2 separate regions of the Ovis aries genome follow, and region 1 is linked to region 2. A link is a contact called in public Hi-C data. All regions are on one chromosome and are shown on one strand. Each heading gives the region's core, a stretch centred on a gene start, on an enhancer-like site or on the middle of the called end of the contact. The rest is flanking DNA. Distances are from core to core; before and after follow the strand shown.

Evidence for each region. Hi-C and Micro-C count contacts between places; a contact is called where the count stands out from the background.
Region 1: a Hi-C map of blood shows a contact between it and region 2, with 2.0 times the contacts expected there. The contact joins the enhancer-like site here to the promoter of BHLHE40 in region 2.

What each region holds. Positions count from the first base shown.
Region 1 is chr19:21,509,969-21,515,152 of ARS-UI_Ramb_v3.0, forward strand. ITPR1 (inositol 1,4,5-trisphosphate receptor type 1) reads right to left here. Exons shown (of 57, transcript XM_060402187.1): 57 at 1,684-3,027. The coding sequence ends at 2,941. LOC105603426 (a long non-coding RNA gene) reads left to right here. Exons shown (of 7, transcript XR_006057022.2): 2 at 1,359-1,549. Among named protein-coding and RNA genes, the nearest start is that of BHLHE40, 130 kb to the left of the region's middle. Within about 2 kb of position 3,568, at least 10 of the 54 cell types and tissues checked have an H3K27ac peak or open chromatin away from gene starts, as enhancers often do.
Region 2 is chr19:21,380,448-21,385,930 of ARS-UI_Ramb_v3.0, forward strand. It overlaps BHLHE40 (basic helix-loop-helix family member e40), which reads right to left and starts at 3,754. Exons shown (of 5, transcript NM_001129741.1): 1 at 3,675-3,754; 2 at 3,444-3,513; 3 at 3,074-3,181; 4 at 1,946-2,069; 5 at 1-663. The coding sequence starts at 3,754. LOC105603426 (a long non-coding RNA gene) reads left to right here and starts at 3,108. Exons shown (of 7, transcript XR_006057022.2): 1 at 3,108-3,678.

The DNA of each region.
Region 1 (5,184 bases), core at 2,318-4,817, 130 kb after region 2:
ATGTAGGAGGAAACAAGGTTTATCACTACAGAATTTTAGGGACATAAGTAGAAATGGGAAAGATAATATAAACATTAGAAAAGTGGAATGGAGCTTCCCAGACCCTTTGACATAACAAATGGTTTAATTGAGGAAATTGGCAAAATCTTCAAATCTTAGTTGGTGCTACAGCAAACTTTTTTAAAATTAAATTATCAGAGCCAAAAAGACTGTCCTGCTTGTAAGCATTGTGCTAAAACATTTGTTAGTCCAGTAGCACTGATTCTTCACCTGAGTAACTTTTTTTTTAATTGAAGAATAATTGCTTTACAGAATTTTGTTGTTTTCTGTCAAACCTCAACATGCATCAGCCATACGTATACATATATCCTCTCCCATTTGAAACTCCCTCCCATCTCCCTCTCCATCCCACTCCTCTAGATGTCACAGAGCCCCTGTTTGATTTTCCCGCATCATACAGCAAATTCCCATTGGCTGTTTTACATATGGCAATGTAAGTTTCCATGCTACTGAGTAACTTTAAAGGCAACTTGGACCTTGAAATGAAAGTGTTGAAAAAGCCAAGTCTGGAGAAAGGTGAAATCACAATTATCCATCAAAGGCCACAGGAGCTATAATTTCAAATTTTGTTTCAGTTGTACCAGCTTTGTGTTCACACCCAAACTCCACTGGTAGAATCTGCTGCATGTGGGGTGGAGAAGAATTCCGTTTATTTTCTGCTGAAGCTGGTGAACCGAATGAAGATCTGTATCTTAAGTGACAGGAATCAAATGAAACAGGACAAACCTGTAAAGGCCCCACCTGAACATGTCAAAGCAGACTTGGCAGTGAGTGAGGTGGGAGACAAACCACACACACCGCCTCGCCGGGCTGGGCAGCTCGGGAGAGCAAAGGGAAAGACGAGGGGAGCAAGTCTTCGTGGGCTGGGGCTCATGTGGCAGGGTTTGGCATGGAGGGCTGGTGGTTTGTTCATAGATACAAGTACGTATCTATCTTGGATTGGTTTTATTATGGAAAAATTCTATGGAGATATGCTGTATTGACTGGAGAATGATTCACTTGTTTTTAAAGTTACCAAATTTATAACGCAGAAGCATTGGTTCTGAAACTAGTCATTTAAGTGGAGTTCAATCCCAACCTAGTTTCTGACATTGGATGGTAATTATTCTTATTTGGCAAAGCACAGAGAAAATCAACGTTACAAGAGCAACCAGGGCAGGCAGTGCTCTAAGGAGGGCACAGCTTTCCCTGCCTTTGGATAGATGAGTTAGATTTGTCAAACATTTCCAGCTGGCATGAAGGCCTCTGACCATCGAAGGAAAGTCGACTTCACCACTCGGTGCTTCTTTGCATTGCAGATGACAAGTTCCAGGTCCCCCAGGGAAAGTGCAGGAGCGAGAGCCTGAACCGGCATTCTGGACTCGACCGTGTGTGCCCACGTTACCCCGACAGTCTGCTTGGCAGTCACCCATCGAGAAGAACCACTGGCCACTGGACTAAACCCTCCCCTGTATTTTGTTCAGGAGCTCTCAGAGTTCTCATTCCTCAGGTAAGCACTTTCAGAATCAACCTGGTAAGTAAACCATTTATACTTTTAAGTTGGTCCTAAAGAAAATGTATAACTGGAACAGCTGTGATGACGGAAAGAAACGTCTAAATGAAAGCCATCACTCAGTCACAGTATTTTATTCTGCATCATTTATTAAATATTTTTATATATGCATTTACAAACTTTACTCATTTCAGAACTCTGCTTTCAATACATTTTTAAACTTTTTTTGGTAGAGTCTCTTGTAAAATGAGATCCATGTACAAAACTAGGCAACAGATATAAAAGTTTCCTCTCATACTTTTCATCCATCAAGCAAAGAAATCATGTGACAAAGAAAAAAACTCAAATGTGGCTCGTTCACAAGAATAACATGTCAGTGTTCAAACTATGAGTTCTAATGGGATAGATCATATTTCATCTCTATCTGGATGGCTATAGTTTAATACGTCTTAGCTACTGTAGCATGTTGGTTCCGATGGAAAAAATCAACTCTGTTTGGACTAGATCTAGAGACCATCAATTATCCATTTCTTTATAAAGTGACATCAAAATTCACCTTGGAGATGACATTGATGGGCTAGCATAATGCATTTACCCCAAACGTGAGCTTAGAAATTTCCCTTTAAAAAATTCACTAACTTGGCAAACTAAAGTCTGAGCCTCTAATTTACCGCTCTTACTTAAAAGACATAGATAGTTTAAATGATCAATTCAGAAGCCTAAAAGTATCTTTGAAACTAAAGTTGCTTTTCTTAAAATGAATGCTGACCTGACAGTTCCGAGTCTCGGAGCACTGTCACTAGGAGACAGAGGCACTGGTGCCACTAGCAACGAGAAGTACTATCACCACAGGGTAATTATAAGGTACAAAACGCCTGGGGGCCTGAAACTCACTAGTAATATGATTTTGGCAGCAGCATCATTTAACCATTTGTTACATACTATTAACACACCAGCTTCAAAGATGTGCACTCCCCTTAGGATACACAGGAGTTATAGATTTATGGTGATTGCATAATTGGTATTGCACAGTTTTATAAAAAACATAAATACTGGTTATTCTAGATTTAAATACAAAATACATGTCATATACTTTTAAATCTATCATGTGGTTCAAGTGCAAGTCAGGTGCTTTCTTTAGTCCTTCCCAAAAAGGCATTTTAAATACTTTTTTTGGCACAAATGAAATTTCACCCTGCCAACAATTCTAATTACAATACATATATCCAAACCTGGAGAGTAGCAATCATATACATACAGTATAAAACTGAGTATTTACAAATATACTAAGCATAAATGTAACCTCTCTGGGTGAATCAGAACTAATTAGCCAGACCCACACTAAAAATAATTTAAAAAGGTAAATACGACGCCTTTAGTTCATTTGCTTATGCTGGTTGCTGTGGGTTGACATTCATGTGAGGAGGATGTCCTAGAAGACCAATTCTTTGTTTCTGCTTCCTTTGTTCTGTCATCTGGAAAGTTAAAAAGTTTCATCATTAGACCCAGACACTTCCTGTACGTCAAATCGTATACTCAACCATAGACTTACCTCTGTGGTTATGGTTTATACTGAAACCCACTTTCTACAAATAGCATACCAATTAGTATATCAAACACACAACTTCAAAAAGGACATCTACCTGAGCAGAATGGGGAATTCTGTGCCCTAGTCATGCAATGTGACATTCAGAAATTCTGCTTGCTACTTGTTTCATAAAGGAACAAAAAGCAGTTAAAGCACAAGATTCTTGTTTCCCAAATCTATGTCCAAATAATAGCTTTGTACAAGAGTTGCAACACACTAAACACTCAAACTGTCTAATGTGTTTAGAACTCTAAGTTTGAGAGAGATTAAGTCCATTGTCTTCCGGGTGTCTCGGTTATTCTCCAGGTGTTCTTGGATAGTTTTGAGAGAGAGAAAAAACAATCACACAGCATTTCTAGGGAGATGAGAATGTCCTTAGCAGCTCAGGTCCAGGGTGACTGAATGACATAAATCATGGCCTGGCACTCAGTGGTGACCAGTCCTCACCCCTCTACACACACTAAGGTCAGGAAAGAACGCTTCTTAAGGCTGCTCAAATGAAACTGTGTTTTCAAAACTGCAAACAGGAAGTTAGGACCTTTTATTTGGCTGCTGAACTAAACCAGTTCTCATATTGACAGGTATCTAGCTCAGTTCTGCCTATTTCAGGGCATAATTAACTCCCTGCATTTCCATTTTTCTTAACCCAGTTATCCCAACTCTGGATTTGATGCTGGGCATTTAGGTCAGTTAAGGTAAAAAAGCTATATGAAATATCTGATAAAATTGTTATCTCTATCTAAGTGGGCTTAGATCCTGCTTCTACATTTTTGGCTTCCTAAAGTCAGAGAGGAATTAGGGTTTAGTAGTATTAATATAAAGAATGTGGGCACTGGAATCAGACCTATTTCCATAAGGTTTTATGTTGTAACTTTTCAAAGTCTGTTTCTTCATTCACATAATGAGGGTAATAATTCTGACCTCGTAGAGAGGATGTATGTAAATTTTCTAATAGTGTCTGTCACTTTGTAGATGCTTAAATCTCAGTTTTCACCTGGACTAATTTTTGGTACAAAATACCCCAAGAGAAAGTAAAACGAGAATAAGTTACCTCAGTTCAATTTAAAGTAGTTATTTTGCCTTATTTGAAACAGCAGTTTTCCTTTCATATCAAAATACTATGTTGAGACTTTTATGAAATGCCTTCAGTTGTATTTTAGGAGAGAAGATTTACAAGGAGTATTTCCAAAAGGTAACTCTTTACAAAGCCCCTTATGAAGAGTTGAACTAGGGGTATTCTGCTAGCCTCGAAAGTCTCCTTAGATGAGCAACAAATCTTCACAGGAGGTGTCACAATCCTCTACTATACTTCACAGATTCAGCTGCAGGAGAACCTCCTGTGACTCATGGAATAAACTGACAACTAGATGGTGATGCAGTCGGTCATGTCACTGACTGATACTTCACATACTCAGCCCAGACTCTCACCCCCAAACTAGTCCCTTGGCAGGTAGCCTTGAGAAGGACTCCAATAGAACTCACTACATTTAAGAAACTCCGCATTCTCAATGATTTAGGAATCTTGGTGGGCTCAGCTTGTACTGATGGGTACTCATAGCTTCCATTTAAAGATGCTGAGATTTTTCCATGGTTGAAGTTGGCCACTGAAGTTTTTCCTGAAAGTCTTCTATAAATTTCTACTTACATTTGAGATGATCTTCTCTGTATGTTGTGTAGCCTCATGCCTGTGTGTCCAATCAGCTTCCTGTGAATTTCCAATCTATTGGCTATTCAGTCATTCTCTTGAAAGCTTCTAAATCTGCGTTTGTTATAGCAAATGAGCCAACCAATGGCACATCTTCCCTCCCTCTTCTATAGGTAGCACGTGATACCTCAGTGGTGGTCCGACTCTAATTCTCCAGGTTTGTCTTCCTAAAATAACGATCACATCACCATCCCTCAGTCCCTGATCTTGAAGCTCCCTACTGAGGTGAGCAGCCAAAATCTTTGTTCAAGCAGAGGTTGTGCCTGGTAGTTTTAAGAACCTAGCACATACTTCCCTGGGGCTTCTTCCTTGGTGGTTCAGACAGTAAAGAATTTGCCT
Region 2 (5,483 bases), core at 2,504-5,003:
GGACAGACGTGGGGTACCAGCACTTCTCCAGCATGGGCAAGTAGGCAGTTGCTGACGGTGGGATCAGGTAGAAGGGCAGGCAGAACGGAGGCTGGTGCGGGTGTGGGCCCAGGAACGGGGAGCTGATCAGGTCAGTGCTAGTGAAAGGGCCTTCATCATCAGAGAGCTGCATTCTGCTCTTTTTCATGGGGGGTTCTTCGGATTCTTGCTTAATAGCACTGATCCTTTCTCCCATGGTGAATCTGCGTCCATGATCGCTTTTGAAGTACGGCTGCTCGACACGCAGCTCACTCTTCTCCGATTCTCCTCCGTAGCCGCTGTCTGTGTCCGTATCACTGCCACTCTGCTCGCCACTCGAGTGGGCGAAAGTTCGCTGGATGACTGGCACACAGTTTTTGCCTGGGCCTTCGGAGCCTTTGGCCAGGGAGCTGGGTTTCTCCTTGAAGTCCATTGCTTTGGGGGCTGGGTCTGACGGCTTCCTGGAAGTACCGCCCTGTAGAAGCTCGGAGACCACACGGTGGAGGTGGGTGACAAGCTGTGAAGATTTCAGGTCCCGAGTATTCTCATGCTTGGCCAGGTACTGAAGCACCTCCCGGGCACATGTCTGGAAACCTGAGCAGAACATCTCTTGGCCTGCCTCCACATTTCTTCCCGACAGATCACCTGGATCAACACAGATGCAAAGAGAGACATTTCAGAAGGCGCTGTGGTTCACATGGATACCTAGGTTCCAAAGACCCCGGGGCTTTCCTTTTTGTTAATAGCATTTGCTGATTGTATTTCTAACTCCAAGAGTAATATGATCAGGGGAAATTTGAATTACACTGAAAAGTATAAAGATTAAACTAAAAATCATCCATAATTCTACCTCTCAGAGATAAAATATGATTTGTAATGGCTGTGTAATATCATAGGCATAGACCACATTTGACAGAGACAGACGGTTTCCCCTCTTGTTGCATTTCTAAGGAATTCTTGAGTTTTCGTTATAAGTAACACAGCCATAATCATCCTAGTGTGCTCATAACCAGAGTCAATTTACAGAACATCATCTTACCATAGTGAGATGGACAGTGACCAGTCAAAAAATGAGAATGAAGGAACCACGTCACCTAAAGTACGCTTATTTTCAATGGCTTATACAAGTTGCAGTCATGCTGCTATATTTAAAGGCTATTTCTAGGTTTTTCTCATATAGTGTATCCATGATCCCCAGGAAGTTAGGTATGACCATCTTTCTGTTTTCAATGAGGCAACTGGCAGAACGACTTCCTCATTGTCCTGGTTTGGAGAGGAGAGGAGAGAAGAACGAGGGAGTGGGTAGAGGAATTTCTCCCTCGTTTGTACAGTATTATTTGGAATGGGTGAGACCAGACGGTTAGATGACTGTGATTCTCTGGAAGTCCGTAGAAATGGGTGATGAAACTTCAGTGGTTTCGTTAGATTGTGTAATTCACCGAGATACCTAGTGGCTATTCAGGGAACCACATGAAATGCAGGAAAAACTACTGCTGTCATCTTGCCAGGCTCATACCACACACCGAGGGATAAGGAAGTGGAGAAACATTAAAACACTGGGGCATACCCATGATTTATTCTCCAATGAAACAGGGCTAAGGAAAACAACTGTAAAACACCCACGATGCAAATTATAGGTGCCTTGGCATTTTCAAAGTGGAGGGGACTCCCAGAACCCCAGAAACTCTTAAGCCAAAATGCCACAGAAATATTTTACCATTTGACTAATATGTATTCATGCCAGGTGGCACACAGCAGCATTCCAAATGAAAAGTCTGACCTTTTAGGAAAGATAAAACAGCATCTCCCCCAACTAACATGCATAAGCAATTTGTTGCGGGAATGTTTCTTACACCAGATGTTGAGCTTACAGGCTCTCTATTTGTGCTAGAACTCTAAGGAGATGATAGCCAAACATGGTACTCACCAGCTTGCAGACCGCTCTGCAGGGCAATGATTTTCTGCTGTTGTTGATCAATTAGGTTTGTTAATGCTTTCACATGCTTCAAGGTAAGTTCAAGAACCACTGCTTTTTCCAAGTGACCCAAAGTCTGGAATAAAAAGAGCCTCCGTCAGCAGTGAGCTCAGAGAAGTCCCACCTCTGGGATACTAATTAGCCATGAGATTCATCAGTCGCCTGGGCTACACTTCATGGGGTCGCAAGAGTCAGACACCACTAAGCGACTAAACCACCACCACCGAATGTCTCTAAAGGGGGATAAAAAGGTCTGTTCCTGGTTGGCTAAATTAAGTTTTAAGTTTATAGATGATGTTTAAAAATATGTATATATGCATATATTTTTGATTAGAGGACAGCAAACAAGTGTACCCCATCTTTGGAGGCATTTTGGAAGCAGCAGCTAGCTCAGGAGAAAGCTTTGACAGATAAATTTTTCCAGCAGCCGTTGCTGACCTTAACTCAGGGGAATCCAGAGATAACATTTCTCTGCAGTGGTGTCAACCCTAGTAGAGACTTCTACTGTGTCTGGCAGCCAAGAGGCTTTCCCTAGTTTCTTTCCTGACACCCTGTCATAACTTCTAGCTCATCTACGCTTTTTTGTTCCTTCCTAAATACTATTTTCTCCTAAATACTATTTTTCTCTTCTTTCCCCAACCAAAGGTTGCCAATCTAGTAAGCTATTGACAATCGCCAAGAAAGGACAGGACGTAAAAAAAAAAAAAAAAAAGACACATCAAAACAAGTCCTCTTATTTTAAAAAGGGATGTGGGGAAGGGGGTAAAAAAAAAAAGTGGGTTGCTGGATTTGCTCAATGTGAGAAAAGGAGAACCCGGAGAATCACCTTAAACTCTAGCAAAGGAAGGCCGGCTGGTGTTGGTGCCAAGCTGGACAAGTACAAATGATTCTTATCTTATTTGCACGAGGTTGCCAGAAAATTCTGAGACTGGAGAAGGGTACCCCCAAACAGAGCCAGCCACTAGCTAGGATCCAGCCATCTGGTCTGCAGTTCCTGGCGGAGCCTGCAGGCGGCGGGTGACCCTCGCCCGCCCTCTGGGCAGAGGAGCTGGTTTGGAGAGGGGCCAGCTTCTCACTTACTGTAAGTTTGAGATGTTCGGGGAGGAGATCCTTCAGCTGGGCGATGCACTCGTTAATCCGGTCACGTCTCTTTTTCTCGATGAGCCGGTGCGGCAGTTTGTAGGTTTCCTGCAAAGCGCACGGAGAGATGGTGGGCGCGGGAGGAAGGAGGTGAGAAGCGCTTCTCCTTTCCCACCCCGCGGCAGAAGAGTCTCGGCAGTGGAGCAGAGTCACACCCAGAACCCTATCTGCCCCTTCTTCTCCAAGCCACTCAGTAGAGGCACAGGGCCCACACCTTGCATACCTCCCTCCAACGTTAAAGTGAGAAAACTTTTATTGGAAACTCAGCGCGTGCGAGGGCCTGGGGTCCACAGGGGCGCGGTGCTCTTACCTTGCTGTCCTCGCTCCGCTTTATTCCCCGCCTCGACTTGTACACTTGGTACATATGGGCAAAATCCATCCTGCAGGGAGAGGGACGAGGAAGGGTCATGACTTGCGCATCGGTTGCAGGAGCCCTGACTGGCAAGAACCCCCGGATGCACCCAGAACTACTTGGAGTTGAAAGCCGCGTAGAAGGCAGGACTGGAGTTGAGGCTTGAAGGGGCCAGGGGTGCCAACTTACCCTGGTAGGTCTCCGGGCTCCAGTCCTGGCGCTTTGGGCAGGCAAGTGGGGGGCGGTTGCGCGCTGGGGATCCGCTCCATTGCGCTGCGAGCCGGGGCCACTCTGCGCTCCTGTCTGCAGTGGCGGAGCGTCGGGTGAGGACTGTCGTGGAGGAGGTTTCGGGGGTCTCTCCGCAGGGCTTCCACTGAGTCAGAGCTCTCTGAAATCCGCTGGGCTGCGAAGAGCTGCGGCTTTGAGGTGCTGCTTCAGTTGGGGGCGTGCATGGTGTACCCGCGGCCTCTGGCTCCGGCTCTGCGCACAGACTGGCGGTGTGTGCTCCCAGTGCCGTCTGCACGGTGCGAGCCAAGTGAATGAGAAGTGGGGCGGGCGGGGAGGCGGGAGGGAGGGGGGGTGCGGTTAGGGCGGAGTGGGGGGGGGGATGGTGGGGGAGAGCCGAGGAGTAATGGAGAGGCTGCGGGCTGGGTTAAATGGGAGCGAGTGGGTGGGTTGGAGCTACGTGTTCTACCCTGTGACTCCAGGCACGTCTGGCCGCTGCCGGGGAGGGAAGGAGCGACCTGCCCGCCCTCCCCCGGCTTCATCACATGAGTCTCACGTGTTGGACAACGCTCCCGCGGCTGCGAGGGAGCCCCCACCCCCCAGCCCCGGCCCCCAGGTGTCTGCGGCTGCCTTTCCCCGAAGAGGGGGTTGGCAGGGCAGTCTGGGTCCTGCCTAGCTGGGCGAGGGGCGCGGAAGCTGGAAGGGGCTAGGGAGCCGGGGAGGTGGTGGGGGGAGGTTGGTAACGTGGGCGAACCTGCCCCAGGGAAATGAAGTAAGTTCCCGTCTCCTGGGAGGGAACGGGGGAGGACGGATCCGCCCGCGTCTGACTCAAGCCGGGAGAGGAATATCCCCTCGCTCGCTCCAGCCCAACCCTCTTCCTCCTCCTCCCCCCGCGCGCCCGCTCGGAGGAACCAGCGCGCAGCAGAGGGAGTCGCCCGGCCCCCCTGCCTTCCCCAGAGGCTGGGGTTTCTTTCCGCGCCGGCTTCCCTGCCCCCACCCCTCGGCCCCGAGTCCAGGAATCGCCCGCCGTGGGGAGGGGCCGAGGAGGGCGGGGCGGATGTCACCCCATGGGAAGCGGGCTGGCAGCCAAGCGCAGGGGCAGGCGAGGCCGCCGCGGAGCACGCTGCGCGCACCTGACCCGCTAGGCTGTGCGCCGCGGTCCCTGGCTCCTTTGGAGCTGTGCTCCCGGGGCGCAGTCTGCGTGCCGGCGGACACTCACTTGCGCACCCCCCAGGGTGCCCCAGTGCCCCCACCCCCCTCCCCGGCCCACACTTAGGCTGATCAAGCACAGAAAGAGACCGGGCGCGGTGCCCTGCGTTTCCTCCCTCCTCTGCCCCCACTGGAGCAGAGGCGCCCGGGTCCCCTCCCCTTGGGCTGCAACGTTACACAACCGCGGCAGCGGCGCTTGCCCTGCGGCAGCGCGGGGCGTGACACTTCACCTGGCCTGGGCTTGGGCCGCAGAGCTCCTGACAGAGCGCCCTTCTGCCCTGGCCGGGGACCAAGACCCCCGAGCACAGGAGCTCCCGGGGGTCGGGGTCGTCCATCTCCCCCTGCCGGGGACTTCTGCGGCGCAGTGTGCGGTCTGCAGCCGGGGCAGGATGGAAAAGAGAGACTTGGAAAAACTGCCCATCACGCTGACGTCTTAGCGTTCATTCACTCGACAAGTGTTGGTTGAGCCCCCTACCCTGTGCCCGGCGTTGTGCTTAGATACGCTGCCAGATACACTGTAGGTGAATGGAACACAGATGCTGCTCTTGAATTCACAGGAACCTC